2 separate regions of the Macaca mulatta genome follow, and region 2 is linked to region 1. The links are chromatin contacts, called in public Hi-C maps. All regions are on one chromosome and are shown on one strand. The core of a region is the stretch at or near the end of the contact, and the rest is flanking DNA. Distances in the headings are between cores, read along the strand shown. Region 1 holds the start of ZNF396 (zinc finger protein 396). Region 2 holds the start of LOC106994479.

Region 1 (6,933 bases), core at 2,496-4,995:
CAAAAACTATCATGGACACAGGAAAAGGGAGGTAAAAAGTAGAGCCACCTTCTATTTGCTGGGACACCCATTAGTACTTTCACCCCTACACATCAAGTTGTGCTGACTGGGAATACAGTTTGAGAGCTCTACGCCCAGTGATGTGCCAGCACTCTTGACTCAGCCTGGGGCTTCATCTCCACAGGAATCCTTCTTACCTGCTCTGGTCCATCAAGCTCTCTCTCCACATCCTCCAGCATAGTCACAGCTTCCTCTCCATTCTCTGGATGATGCTTCTGCACCCAGGCCTGTAGCTCTTTTGGGAGGATGGCCAGAACTGCTCCAGCACCAGCAGCTCCAGGATCTGCTCCTTGGTGTGCACCTCCGGCCTCAGCCAGAGATGACAAAGTTCCCGGAGTCGGCTCAGAGTCTCCCGGGGCCAAGGTGAATCCTGGTAGCCAAACTGCCTGAACTGCTGGTGGAAGGTCTCTGGGCTATAGCTGCTGCTCCAGTGGAGGTTAGAGTCCAGATCACAGGTCTGTTCTTCCTCTTCCATCTTCACTGTCAGAATCCCATTACACTCCTCTGAAATTTGTGTTAGGAGTGATGATGACTTTCCCAATTTTGCAGACATTTTGACAGACAAATAGCTCAGTACTGTTGGGCTTTAATCCTCAAGGAAGTAAAGCTCTCCTTATGGACACTCCTTAAATATGATTAAAGAAACAAGTGGAAAGAAGACAAAAGACAAATGCTTCTTACAACAAAACAACTAAGATGAGAAACATAAGACTGTATAGGAAATACTGACCTTAGTCTTAACAGAAATCATGCTTTTATTTATTTATTTATTTATTTATTTTTTGAGATGGAGTCTTGCTCTGTTACCCAGGCTGGAGTGCAGTGGTGTGATCTCAGCTCACTGCAACCTCTGCCTCCTGGATTCAAGTGATTCTCGTGCTTCAGCGTCCTAAGTAGCTGGGACTACAGGTACCTGCCACCACGCCTGGCTGATTTTTGTATTTTCAGTAGAGACGGGTTTCACCACGTTGGCCAGGCTACTCTCGAACTCCTGACCTCAGGTGATCCCCTGCCTCCTGAAGTGCTGGGAGTACAGGCATGAGCCACCACGCCTGGCCCAGAAAACATGCTTTTGAAGAATACTTCTTTAAGAGAACCAAATAGCTAAGACTCATTAATTCGTATGCATAAGCGATTCACAACTCATTCTGAAAACCATGCCCACAAGGCTACTGAGTATTACAATAAGAGATCACCCAGGATTGCATAGAAGTTCTCAGATAATGGAAATAAGGGAAGCCTGAGAAATGCTATGACTCTGGAGCCAGTTCAAAGAGCCAATCAGTTTTCAGTTTGCTGCAAAGAGCTCAAAGAAATAGTCTCATGAGGGAAGTACTTTCAGCTTTTACTGTTAAAACATTACTTCCACATTAAAGGAACCATTCCAACAAAACAAAACAAAACAAAACCCAATCAGCTGGGCACTGTGCTTGTGCCTGAAATCCCAGCACTTTGGGAAGCCGAGGTGGGAGATGGGAGGATCACCTGAGCCTAGGAGCTTGGGACCAGCCTATGCAACACAGTAGGATCCCATCTCTATTAAAAAATAAATAAATAAATAAGAAAAAAGAAAAACAACAACAACAAAGGCAGCCGCACATTCCTTTATCTGAATGTATTTCCATTTTTTTCCATATCCATATTATTTACTTAACTATGTATTTTAAAATACTTAGGTTGTTTCTAATTTCACTATTATAATTAATGCTGGGAGGCACATCTTTATGAATATACGATTTTTCTCCTTTCAAAGTATTTCTTTCAAGCATGTCCCAAGCCTCTGCTTGTTGAGGATCAAAGGAGAATAGCAAATTCTGTCTTGCTATGTATTATCAAAATATTGCAAAAAAGACTGTATCAATTCACAATACCATCACAATCATAGTGACTTGTGAGGGCAACGATTTCTTCAAGTATTATTAGCTCGTTAGCAACAAAGGGGTGGGGATGGCACTTCTCTTTGTATCATTTTACTCTTAAGTATCATCAGTAACTAATCGCATTTTTTTGTTGTTGTTGTTTTGGGTTTTTTTTTTGAGACAGAGTCTGGCTCTGCTGCCCAGACTGGAGTACAGTGGCAGGATCTTGGCTCACTGCAGCCTCTGCCTTCCGGGTTCAAGTGATTCTCCTGCCTCAGCCTCCCAAGTAGCTGGGATTATAGACGTGTACCATCACGCCTGGCTAATTTTTATAATTTTAGTAGAGACGGGCTTTCACCGTGTTGGCCAGGCTGGTCTCAAACTCCTGACCTCAGGTGATCCATCTGCCTGGGCCTCCCAAAGTGCTGGGAGTATAGGCGTGAGCCACCGCACCCGGGCTAATCACATTTTTTAAATTGGGCAGGAGGTATACGACAGTGTTTGTACAACTTCAGCAAATGATGACTACTTTAAAAATCTTACGTGCCCCTCCATCTTCCCTTGTTATGTATCCTGCCATTTGATTTTTTTTCTCACTTCAAGTACTGTTCTAGGTACTGAAGAAACACCAGTGTCCTGTATAAAGCCTGTGAGTTCATAAAGCTTGTTACCAAATAAACGATACAACTTTACACAATGATGTGCTATGAAACAAACAATAGCAGACACACATATTAATATAATTTACAATGTGCCAAGCACTGTTTTAAACACCTTAGTAAAAATATACAAAGGTTAAATCCTCATAAAAGTTCTAGATTATTTTTACCCCCATGTTGTAGATGGGGAGGCAGTCACAGCAAAGCCAGATACTCTGACCAAAGGCAAAGCTGGGGTCTGAATCCAGGCCGTCCACACTTATCCATGGTGCTGTGTGGTTAAGAGGCCATAGGCAGCAAGGGCCCCTGGGGCGACCACTGCGCGTTTTCTCTGCGCAGAGGAGGAAGCGGCGGCAGGCAACCGCACTCCCAGATGAAGAGGGGCCGGAGGAGTCTGAGGAACGAGACCCGAGAGGTGGGAAAGGTTGAGGTCACCGCTTTGGAGCCGTCAGGTACCCTAAGGGATATAAGAGGGACCCCGGGGCTAAAGCAGCCTCTGGAAGAGAGGGGCCGCCCTGTCACTTCAGCGCCAGGCGCAGAATCTGGGCTAAACCTGAGAAGGGGGAAGGAACCTCCGACACCGCACGACGGCCAGAAAGAACTGGGTCCGCGGCGGGGAGGCTTCGGTCAAAGCCTGGGACGCAGGGGTCTTTCCGCCGGGGACGCCGCTCTTGGCTCCACCCTGCTGTGGCCGGAGGGCTACGGGAGGGCTGACTTCCGACAGTCTCCGGACCTCCCGGCCTCCCAGGCTGGGAACCGCCGGGGCGAAGCGGCAGGTGGCACGTGGGGCCGACGGGCGGCGCGTGGGGCCGGCAGGGGGCGTGGGTTCAGCTGGGAGGGCAGGCGCCGGGGTCTGCCGGGGAAGGACGAGGGGAAGGGGTGCGCGGACTCCCGGGCAGACAGCGATGTGGGGGCAGCGGCGGGGAGGGGCTTGGGGATCTGGGACTGTGTAGAGGGTGCTGTACTGGCGCGCGGAGGAAGGGGTGGCGCCGAGTCCGCCGTCGCCTCTCCGCGTCCCCCTTCCACCGCCCGGGGACCGCCGCTTCTGACCGCGGCCTGGGGGCCCTAAAGAGGCCTCGGGTCTCACCTCCCGGCAGAGAAGCGCCAACCCAGACACCGTCGGGGAGAAACCGGGGAACCGCAAGCTGCGCAACAGCTTCCGGTTCTGGCGGCGGGTGGGGGCGGGGCCCGGAACGCTGGGACGTTGCCACGGAGACGAGCCGCCGCAGCCGCGCACTTAGGGGAGAGAGAACTGGGAGGCTCGACGGGTGAGAATCCAGCTGCTCTGCTCAGTGTTTGGTTCAGTAAACTAGCATTGTTGCTTCGGAAAGTACTTTTGCTCACATTATTCATTTACTCCGATAACTCAGTAAGGTTATTCCCATTTTACAGAAGATAAACTCAAATGTCCTGTGAGTTGCCAAGGATTACAGAGAGGGGCAAATGCTCTGCTGTCTACCACTGAGTACAATCCCCAATACCATTCCCACTCCTGGAGTGGTTACACTCCAAGTACTGACGGTTTAAGGGGCGGGTTTGACATCCGCAACCCCCACGCTTTCACAGGAGAACACAATGGCCCTTGAAAAAGTGAGAACTGACCCACGTAAAATTTGTCACAATACATACACATTTATTTCCTCAGATAATCTTAACCGCAATTGAAAAATAAGTTTGAGGCCGGGCGCGGTGGCTCATGCTTGTAATCCCAGCACTTTGGGAGGTTGAGATCGGCGGATCACATGAGCCAGGGAGTTCGAGACCAGCCTGGGCAACATGGCTAAACCCCATCTCTACAAAAAATACAAAATTAGCCGAATGTAGAGACGCATGCCTGTAGTCCCCGCTACTTGGGAGGCTGAGGGGTGAGGATCACCTGAATCTGGGGTCAAGTGAGTCATGATTGTGCCACTGCACTCCAGCCTGAGCTGCAAAGTGAGACCGTCTCAAAAAAATAAAAATAAAATAAATTTGAGCCTAAATGCACCACAGCCCCACCCTGTGACTTCCTCCTCTAGCCCCTTTCCCTAGGGACTCCTGGAAAATGTACTTGTACTCAAAACTGAGGAATTAGGGAGAGGACAGAGATGCTTGAAAAGCACTTGTTAATTAATAAACAACAATAACAATAACAAAAAATCTCTTTTCGTATGACGCCCCCCCAATAGTATGTTAGTACTGGAATCTGAAGTGAAGAAAGAAGAGGCTGGTTTACTCAGTCTATGACGCCAGGGGACTAGGGAGAGGTTTGGATCCCAATTAACGTACAATAAAACTAAATTTGAAGAAATTCTTGCTTCAAACAAGGGGCTTTCACAGGATAAGACTTTTTGCTGAGGCAGCTGCCAACACAAATAGCAAACAGCCCAAAAGTGCCAGTGGGAATGTGTTTCTGGCGCTGGTGGGTAGGGTAGGTTAAATGACTCACGTCAGTGGATAATTTGAAACGAGGGCAAGGCTTGGCAGTGGCATGAAGTAACAGGAGATAATTTAAGGAGACTATGAACAACATTCAAAAGCTTCAAGGAGAAGGAGGAACTGTGGGATGTGGCAAGAGGTCAGGGATGATGAATTCATGGGTATGGTCCACCAAACAGTCAGATATCAGAGGCCAAAGTTAACAACAACAACAACAAAAAGGGAGCAGACATAAAAGATTGATTAGAAAAGTTTCACAGTCAGGTAGGTAGAGCAAGAACAGGTTTTTGTTTGCTGTTTTAATTTTTTTTTTAATGTTTGGGGGTAAAGTGAAAAGAAATTAGCAGCAATAAAGTCCCAGTAGAGTGAGCACCTACTATATACCAGTAGTATGGTAAACACGGGGAATTCAATGGTAAAATGTAGATTCTTGCCCTTTAGGGGCTAATACACTAATTAAAGAGAAAGATGTATAAATGGACATTTCTAAACAATGTGGCAACATTCTGATGGAGATAACTACAGGATACTATAAAAGCACAAAGAGAGGGAGGTCCTGGGAGAGACTGGGATTGGAGTTGATGGAGAAGGCTGGTGTTGACACATTTGAGACTGAGGTACCAGTGTGGGATGTTGTTTAGATTTGCTGGATTAAAGGACAGCGGGATAAGTGGCTGAGGATGAGGCTGAAGAGGCAAACAGCAGCCTAGTTTTAAAGCATTTGACAGGCGGAGTAAAGGGCTAAGAACTAAGGTTTTAAGCAGAAACTTGAGTTAGTGGCATGTGCACATCTGCAATTCAGGTAGGGCTCTCTGATAGTAACATGAAGGATAGATTTGAAGGGAGGCAAAACTTAAGACAGGGTGACCAGCCCTGAAGCTGTTGCAAAGATCCAGGCTGCAGCTGGTGAAGGTCTGAACTAGCACAGAGGGGACGAGAATGGGGGCAGATTCTGGAAACACTTGGGAGGCTGGTGCTTGCTTAGATGGAAGACTGACAGATGATTGGGTACATAATGTGTCATTCAGGAAAGTTAGACAACAGAGTATGTTTGACAATGGCTTATGTGGACATTTGAGGGGAGTTTTGGGTAGACTGGATCAGAAGCTGAATGGGATGCTATCATCAATAACTCTGCACATAATTGGACATTTTGTGTGATCATGTGAAAATAAATATCAAATCTGAATGCTTCCCTTATATAGGTATATAAAGATCTCTATGACTTTTATGAACCATTTCTAAGGCAGTCACTCTATAATGACATTATAGAGACATTTATTTCTCAACTTTGTACTCTTCTTCACCACTCCCTTCATCCCAACATATTTGCTCTCCACCTGGGTAGAAGCTTTTAGGGGCATGGATCTGTGTCTGTCTAAACACATAACCCTTGTTTTCTTTGACCAGAGGTGCAAAGAAGCAGATATATTATATACAGCTGCCATGTTTCTATAGGATAAGGAATTAGAAGTTAAAAAAATTAGGTTGGCTCAAGCATGGTGACTCATGCCTGTAATCCCAGCACTTTGGGAGGTCAAGGTGGGAGGATTGCCTGAGCCCAGGAGTTCGAGATAGCCTGGACAACATGGCAAAAACCCGTGTCCACAAAAAAAAAAAAAAAAAATACAAAAATTAGCTGGGCATAATGGCATGCACCTTTAGTCTCAGTTTCTTGGGAGGCTGAGATGGGAGAATCACTTGAGCCCAGGAAGTCAAGGCTGCAGTGAGCCACGATCACTCCATTACACTCCAACGTGGGCAACAGAATGAGACACTGTCTCAAAAAAAAAAAAAAAAAAAAAAAAAGAAAGAAAGAAACTTAGGTTTATAAACACTGCATGTTCTCACTTATAAGTGAGAGCTAAACATTGAGTACACTTAGACATAAAGAGGGGAATAATAGACACTAGGGTCTACATGAGTGGGAGGAGGGG
Region 2 (7,434 bases), core at 4,624-7,123, 140 kb before region 1:
AATCATCTGGGGTATTTGCTAAAAAAATAGGTGTTCTGATTGAAGACATAGAAAGGTTTATTTTTAATAATGACCCTAAATTGTTCTTATCATTGGGCATATCCAAACCTGCAGAAATATTCCTTCTTCTAGCCTCCACATTCTCCCCACCGACTCAATACCTCCTCCCACAAATAACAATACACATTTATTGACCACTGTTCTAAATGTATTGATTCACTTGATGCTTACAACAATGTTATGAGGTAGACACAATAATCATTCTTATTTTTCAGAAGAAGAAACTGAGGTATACAGAGTTTAAGAAACTTGTACAAGGTCACAGAGCTAAGAATTAAGAGAGCAGAGATTTGAACCAGGCTTTCTTCAGAACCTGACCTTTTAAACACTGTATTACTCTGTCCATACTCACTTGCCCCTTCCTCCCCAAGGTGCTAGCCCCAAAAGTTCCCTTTGGATAATCATTTCCAAAACCAGTAATGAAAGTCAATTTATTGTCTGTATACTTGATTACAAATTTCAAACTGGTAAACTATAAATAAAGGAAGTTTCACAAGAAGGTATTCAACTGGATATTTTAAATATAAGAAGTAGCCATTTACAAGAAAAGTATGACATGCAGCAGTATAATCCCAGTCATAAAAACATAATATATAAAATAATATATAAAAATAATTTTTAAAAGCTACACATATCCAGAAAGATAAGCAAATTATATTGTACCACCTGAAAGATATTTAAAAATAAAAGTATATTTGGCATTTAGGAGGCTTTAAGGTAATTTGGGGGAATATGTAAATTAGTTATTCATTTACCACTATGTTGCCAAGCAAGATTAAAAGAAATAAATTTCTTATTAGACAATGTCAAACAGAAACCCAATGAGCATTCAATAAATTCATTGTCTATCAAGAATTCAATTAAAATCTAACTCTCCTTTTAATAATGATAGCTACAACAAAAGAATTTAGGCAAATAATACAAGCTCAAGGCAACCAGATTGGATTTTTAAAGATATCCACAGATTAGGTTTTTAAACATATCCACCTTATCACATATAATAGGTATAATGAAATGAGGTGAGTGTCTTTTATCACTTAATTCCTACAGCTTTTTTTTTCAATGCTTTCTCTCCAAATGCTCAAGTTTTCTACCCACAAAACTACGAGAACATGTGTTTTTCTTTTTATTACTCATATTCCACGCATTTAGGCATTGCCTTTTTTTTTTAAGTTCTTAGAATGTATCTATGTATCATTGTTGAATTATCCCTAAGACAGAACAGAATCCCAGTGGAAGATCTTTCTGAAGTGACTGACAGAATTAAGAGCTGCGGTGGGACCCTGTCAAATGATTTATCACTGTGGTTAACCTGCAAAAAGTAAAACAATAATAATAGCCTACCTGAAGCTTTAACTCTGTTCTATACTTGATAAACACAAGAATAAATGTCAGGAGAAACCTCAAAGGCTTTCTTTGACATTAGCAGCCAACAGAAACAACTTAGTAACTAAGGCCTTTGTTTACTGTTTTGGATACTACAAATAAGCACTGTCATGCTCTGTTAATACATCCTATTATCTGTCTCTGAAAAATACAACTGCTAAATTAGTGACATCATGGAAGAGCCATAGAATACAATAGTACAGTGACTATTCTTGATATCCTGTAATTGATGATGTGGTAGCTTATAGTCACTGGCCAGTGCTGGAGGCTCAAGGTTGTTTATACCTCTACCATCCCTGTGTTTTCTCAGGACCTCAGAAATCTCACTACAAACCCTCCAACCACTAGCCCCAATATGTGTGTTTTGCTTCTTGCCCGCACATCTCCACTTTGCAACTTACCGCCACTATAGTAATAAAGGCTTAGCATCAGTTCGTTTCTCACTCATTCTCACTCTCCCTGCTTCTCCCTGCAAGTGGTCCCATGGCATACCATGCGTCTTATCCTCTAGAATTGTAATAAACAACTCTTCTTGTAAAGGCAATGGCCTCTGTGTCTGTCATCTTACCATAACTGATAAAAACAAATCCTGGGTTCATATTAAAATAGTCTAAGCATATTATTAAAAATGTTCCTACATGTATACTCCATTTCTTTGAATGCTTCAAATACTCTCACTAGTTTTTGCATCAATGCTTCGTCTTGTATATATGTATTATATATTCATTCATTTATTCATCAACATATCTACACAATGCTAGCCCGTGCAGGAGAGACAACAATGGAAGACAAAAGCCTTCCCCTCATGGAATTGATACTCTAGGAATTACAGTGATGAGTGACGGGAAAGAGCATATATATTTTACTTCATTTGAATCCCTACTTTTCTTCTGTGTTTCACATATACCAATATTTCATAATATTTGCTGAATAAGAAAATGATTTGGCCAGGTGTAGTGTCTCATGCCTGTAATCCCAGCACTTTGGGAGGCTGAGATGGGAGGATCACTTGAGCCCAGGAGTTTAAGACCATCCTGGGCAATATATTGAGACCTCGTCTCTGTGGAAAAATAAAAATTTCTATAAAAAATAAAAATAAAAGAAAATGATTCCTTTCCTTTGTGCATCAGAAGCCATTTTCTCTATCCTTTATTATTGAATAGTTGTTTACAGTTAAGAGACTTTCAATGGGCTTATCTCACTTGATAAATATCATAAAGTAGACCGATGTTGCATGATACAGTAATTCAAGCAGTTGGACTTCACTGAATGAGCAACCTTACTCACTGATCACTGATAATGCCTGGAGCTGACATTATTTCACATCTGTCATACATATCATTAAAAAAACAGAAACAAAAATTAAGAACGTCTGAAGGAGAAAAACAAAAATTATACTTCTCTAACCTTGATTCAATAATTTAGCAAATATTTTCATATTAAAGCAGACTGGATATGTGTGAGATTGGGGATGGGGGAAGATGGAGGGAATGATTTCAAGGGCACTGATATAATCGATAGCATTGAAAGTTAAATAAGTCATGGAAATTGTTGGCTAAGGCCGTTAAGGGGCTCTAAGGAGGTCCTAAGGCCCTACAGCCCCTACGGGGTAATCAGTTGCTATCTCAGTGGGAACTTAAACTATGTCCCAGAAATTAGCTCTAAATCTCTAGTCTACATCTCTTGCAAGTAAGTAATTATTAATATTTTATATTTTAAACATATGTAACATCTTATAAGGAAGGACAGGAGTCTGGATTTTTTCTCAGTGTCTCACTTTCTTACCTATACAAGGGAATCAGATTACCTATCAAAGCAGATATTACTGTTGCAAACTCAACATTCATCTATTTATCTCCCTTTTCTGCCTTTTTAACACAGCCCTAATTTCATGCATTCTCCCTCGAGTGTCTGTGTCCTTTAGGAGAGGCTGGCCTTCTCCTTAGCCCTAAGATATAAATTGCAATTGTCCTAATCCCACCATGGAGGCCTTACCTCCCTTATCAGTGATAGACGTAAGCACTCAAAGCAATTTCAGTTAATAAGACATGACAGAGAAATCTGCCGGGGAAAAAGAGTTTCCTTAATCTTTTAAAGGGGCAGAAGATAAAGGTGTTCCCCTTTTTGGTCTCTGAACATTATCTGTAATCTGGAACTGAGGGAATCATTTTAGGACCATAAAGCAAGCCAGATGGGAAAACAACACACTTAAAGATGGCAGAGCCAAAAGAAGAAAGAAACTTGTGTCCTTGACAATATTGTCCAGATGCAGAAGTAACCAACCCTGGGAATGATTTTATCTCCATGCATCTAGCTATTAGGATTTGTTTTAAAAAGGCTTAAACAATAAGGACATCTAGTAAGGTTCCTGTTACTGCAGCCAAAAGCATTTCAACTGATATGCCTTCTCTCTTTCAATAGTCTCACTCTTACGTAGTAGGTTTCTCAATATAACAAGGTGTGTTAGGTTAGATGCAAAGATAACTGCCAAAATTTCCTCCTACGATCAAGCCGCGTAATGTCTATTTCCCTTTTCCACCATTCTAGTCCTTCTGTCATGGAATACTGCAGAAGAATATAATGCCAGTTCCAGACTCAGGCTTTAAGAGAATTAGCATCTTTCCTCCTCCTTCACTCTTTTGGAAGCCAGTCATCATGTAAGAAAGCTTGGGCTAAACTCCTGAATGGAGAGAGGCCTTGTGGAGAAGAATCAAGTAACTTCAGCCAAGAGGCAGCACCAAGACTTCAGTAATGTGAGTTAAGCCATCTTGGACCTTCCACCCCAGTTAAGTGAAGATAGCTGACACCTCATAAAGCAGAGACTAGACATCTCCGCTAAGCCCTGCCTGAATTCCTGGCAACAGACCTGTGAGCAATAAAACATCTGCTGTTTTTAGTCACTAAGTCTCAAAGTGGTTCATTATGAAGCAATTGATAATTTATAAGCAAATTAATATTTTTTTTTGCTTTGTAAAATTGCTGTAGTCATTTCACAATGATAAAGAATTATTTAGTGAGTCACTAATAGCTTTGAATGGTAACGAACATTTTTTCTCAAATATGTGTGTTTTAACAGTCTTGGCTGACAAAGGAGAATTTGTTTCTATGTGTGTATGTATCGCTTTGTTATTATCCTATGTACTTTTTAAAATATAACATTTTAAATATGTAACATTTAAACATGTAAAATGTAACATTTTAAAAATAAATACAAATAAATGGGAAACAATTTGCAACAAATGAGTTGCTATCCTTAATAAGCAAAAAATTCTCACAAAGAAAAAAGAAAAATCTTACCCCCTTAATTTTTTAAATGGGAAAAGCCATCTCTGAAGAACCACAAATGGTCAATAAACATGAAGGGGGACCATCTTAAGCTCACAAAGTTGAAACATGAGGCATCATTTTTCGCCGACTAAATAACCACAGAAAAATTTAAACAGTAAGACTTAATACCAACTTCCACTGAAGAACGGGAAGACCCTGAAATAGGCTCCTGGAGTCTATGATACCAGTCTCCTTGAACTATGGGGACGTGGGCGTCCCTGGTCACAAGTTGCCTGACTTTGGACAATGTCTACGGCTGTAAATTGGGGACTATATAGCCACAGCACAAAGCTGTTGTAAGGCTCCAGTGATACTCATAGGCAAGAGCAATATAAGTGACTGTTAGTTTTTGTTCAGCCTATTTGCGTTTACTTTTGTCAGAGATCTCGGAAAAGAACTGGAATCACAGGAAAATCTTAATTTTTTTTTTGAGACGGGAGTCTCCCTCTGTCACCCAGGCTGGAGTGCAGTGGCGCGATCTCACCTCACTGCAAGCTCCGCCTCCCACGCCTCCCGGGTTCACTCCATTCTCCTGCCTCAGCCTCCCGAGTAGCTGGGACTGCAGGCGCCCAGCAGCACGCGCGGCTAATTTTTTGTATTTTTTAGTAGAGACGGGGTTTCACCGTGTTAGCCAGGATGGTCTCGATCTCCTGACCTCGTGATCCGCCCGCCTTGGCCTCCCGAAGTGCTGGGATTACAGGCGTGAGCCACCGCGCCCGGCCGAAAATCTGAATATTTTAATAGAAAATTGGGAGTGGGATTCGGGAATTACTCGACACCAACAATCGTGGGTGGCGCCGGGAGAAAGCCAGGGTGGCGACGGCCCAGGCGGCTTACGGGGCCCCTGAGTGCCGCCCCTCACAATGACCCCGACTCCTAGCTCACCCTCGCCTGGGCTTGGAGGTTCCGCCGGGCTAGCGGCCGCCGGGAGAAGGCAGTGGGACCAGTTGATCCCGCGGCTCTGATTGGCTACCTGAGAGCAAGGGGCGGAGCGGCGGGGAACCCGGCGCGCACGAGAGCGGAACACTGCGTACGCGCACTTCCGGTCTTTGTGGCTTGCCGCTCTGGGTCGGCGGCTCATTCCCTGGCCGCTCCTGGGCTTCGCGGTGAGGGATTTGGGCCCCTAGGAAGGGGGAGGTGGGGTTAGGAGCGCGGGCCGGACAGTGGAGGAGCCCCGCTGCTCGGCCTGCCCATCCCCAGGTCCCGGCCCCTTGGCTCGCGCGGCGTCTCCAAGCGACTGGGGAACTTAGAGGAGGCCAGCACTCAAAACCCTGCTTTCCAAAGGAAAACGCAGTTCCCCTGACCCCGTGACTTGGCAAATGCTGCGGGTTTAACCAAGGATATAAAAATAGAAGTGCGAGTTAGTGCAGCCTAACTGGTTAATAAACCTTAAATTTGTAGGCTAAATATGCTAATTAATCTCTAACGTTAATCGTAGTGTGAGGAATGAATTTTACTCATCTGTCCTGACAAACTAAGGGCATACACTCCTATCGATATCTCGCCATCCTAAAATCAGGTCAAGTTTGGTCTGTTTCACAACATTTAATACAATAACTATTTGTTACCATATTTTGCTTTTGAACATTTTTACTCCTGGGATATTCTAGGCTTTTTCAGAACTGATACTGATCTTTTTGCTGCTTTTGTGTATGTGGTACCTATTATGTTTTTGAACACGTGGTAAGCATTTTACAGATACGTCTTTGTTCTTGGTCAATTCCTCAGTAGACTCATTTATTCATAAGCAAAAACCTTAACCTAATGCTCAGTAAGTGCCTCAGTGTTTGTTGAAGTAATTTGGTAAACACCAAATGTGATCAAATGACAAATACCCAATATTTACATCAACTCATGTTTAATGTGAACTTAAAAAAAAAAGTTATTATTACCTTAAATGAAAATCAACATTACTTACTTTAGATAGAAAGTAACTAAAAATAAACGTTTAAAATCAGTATTACTAAATTCTGCCTAAATATTTTTACCCTTGGAAGTCTGATTCTGAAGCCTATATTTCATTTAAAAGAGAGTTCTACAAGTTGTATTAATATATACATGTTAGAGATAAATTTTTCTCCTTGATACAATCAGAATTAAAAGAATTGGAAATTTTCTCACTATGTGATTGATGTTAATGTTGCATACACATTCTTTGGCTTCTAAAATAGTTTTTTCTAACATTAATGGTAGGAATTCTTCATAATGGGAGACACTGATTGAGGTTAATGATTTTTAGTTTATCATCTCATTGTTTTATTTAGTGATAGCCCCAAATCTGCTCCCTTTCAATGTATTACTAAAGTTACTCATCTTTATTATTACAAGTTTTTAGAGATTTTATTGATTGCTGTAAGTTAACTGCTTTTATATCCTTCAGGAAAGAAGAGATTACTCACACTCCTTCTCAAGCACTGAACCCAGTTGTACTGAGCTTTTTGCTAAGCTGTTTCAGCCAAGAATGGCTGTGGAATCTGTAGCGATTTCAACCCTGATACCGCAGGATCCTCCAGAACAAGAACTAATACTAGTGAAAGTAGAAGATAACTTTTCCTGGGATGAGAAATTTAAGCAGAATGGGAGTACTCAATCCTGCCAAGAATTGTTTCGTCAGCAGTTCAGAAAGTTTTGCTACCAGGAGACACCTGGGCCCCGGGAGGC

The links. Hi-C and Micro-C count contacts between places; a contact is called where the count stands out from the background.
Region 2: a Hi-C map of fetal cortex germinal zone shows a contact between it and region 1, with 2.2 times the contacts expected there. The contact joins the promoter of LOC106994479 here to the promoter of ZNF396 in region 1. A contact is called at or near these places in 2 of 14 Hi-C or Micro-C datasets (fetal cortex germinal zone and liver).

What each region holds. Positions count from the first base shown.
Region 1 is chr18:57,104,727-57,111,659 of T2T-MMU8v2.0, reverse strand. ZNF396 (zinc finger protein 396) reads right to left here and starts at 3,745. Exons shown (of 6, transcript XM_015121838.3): 1 at 3,666-3,745; 2 at 316-685; 3 at 198-313. The coding sequence starts at 613. LOC144336422 (a long non-coding RNA gene) reads left to right here and starts at 2,914. Exons shown (of 2, transcript XR_013408217.1): 1 at 2,914-3,030.
Region 2 is chr18:57,243,030-57,250,463 of T2T-MMU8v2.0, reverse strand. LOC106994479 reads right to left here and starts at 5,873. Exons shown (of 4, transcript XM_077974936.1): 1 at 5,659-5,873. The coding sequence starts at 5,854. It overlaps ZNF397 (zinc finger protein 397), which reads left to right and starts at 5,850. Exons shown (of 4, transcript NM_001261310.1): 1 at 5,850-5,879; 2 at 7,154-7,434. The coding sequence starts at 7,235.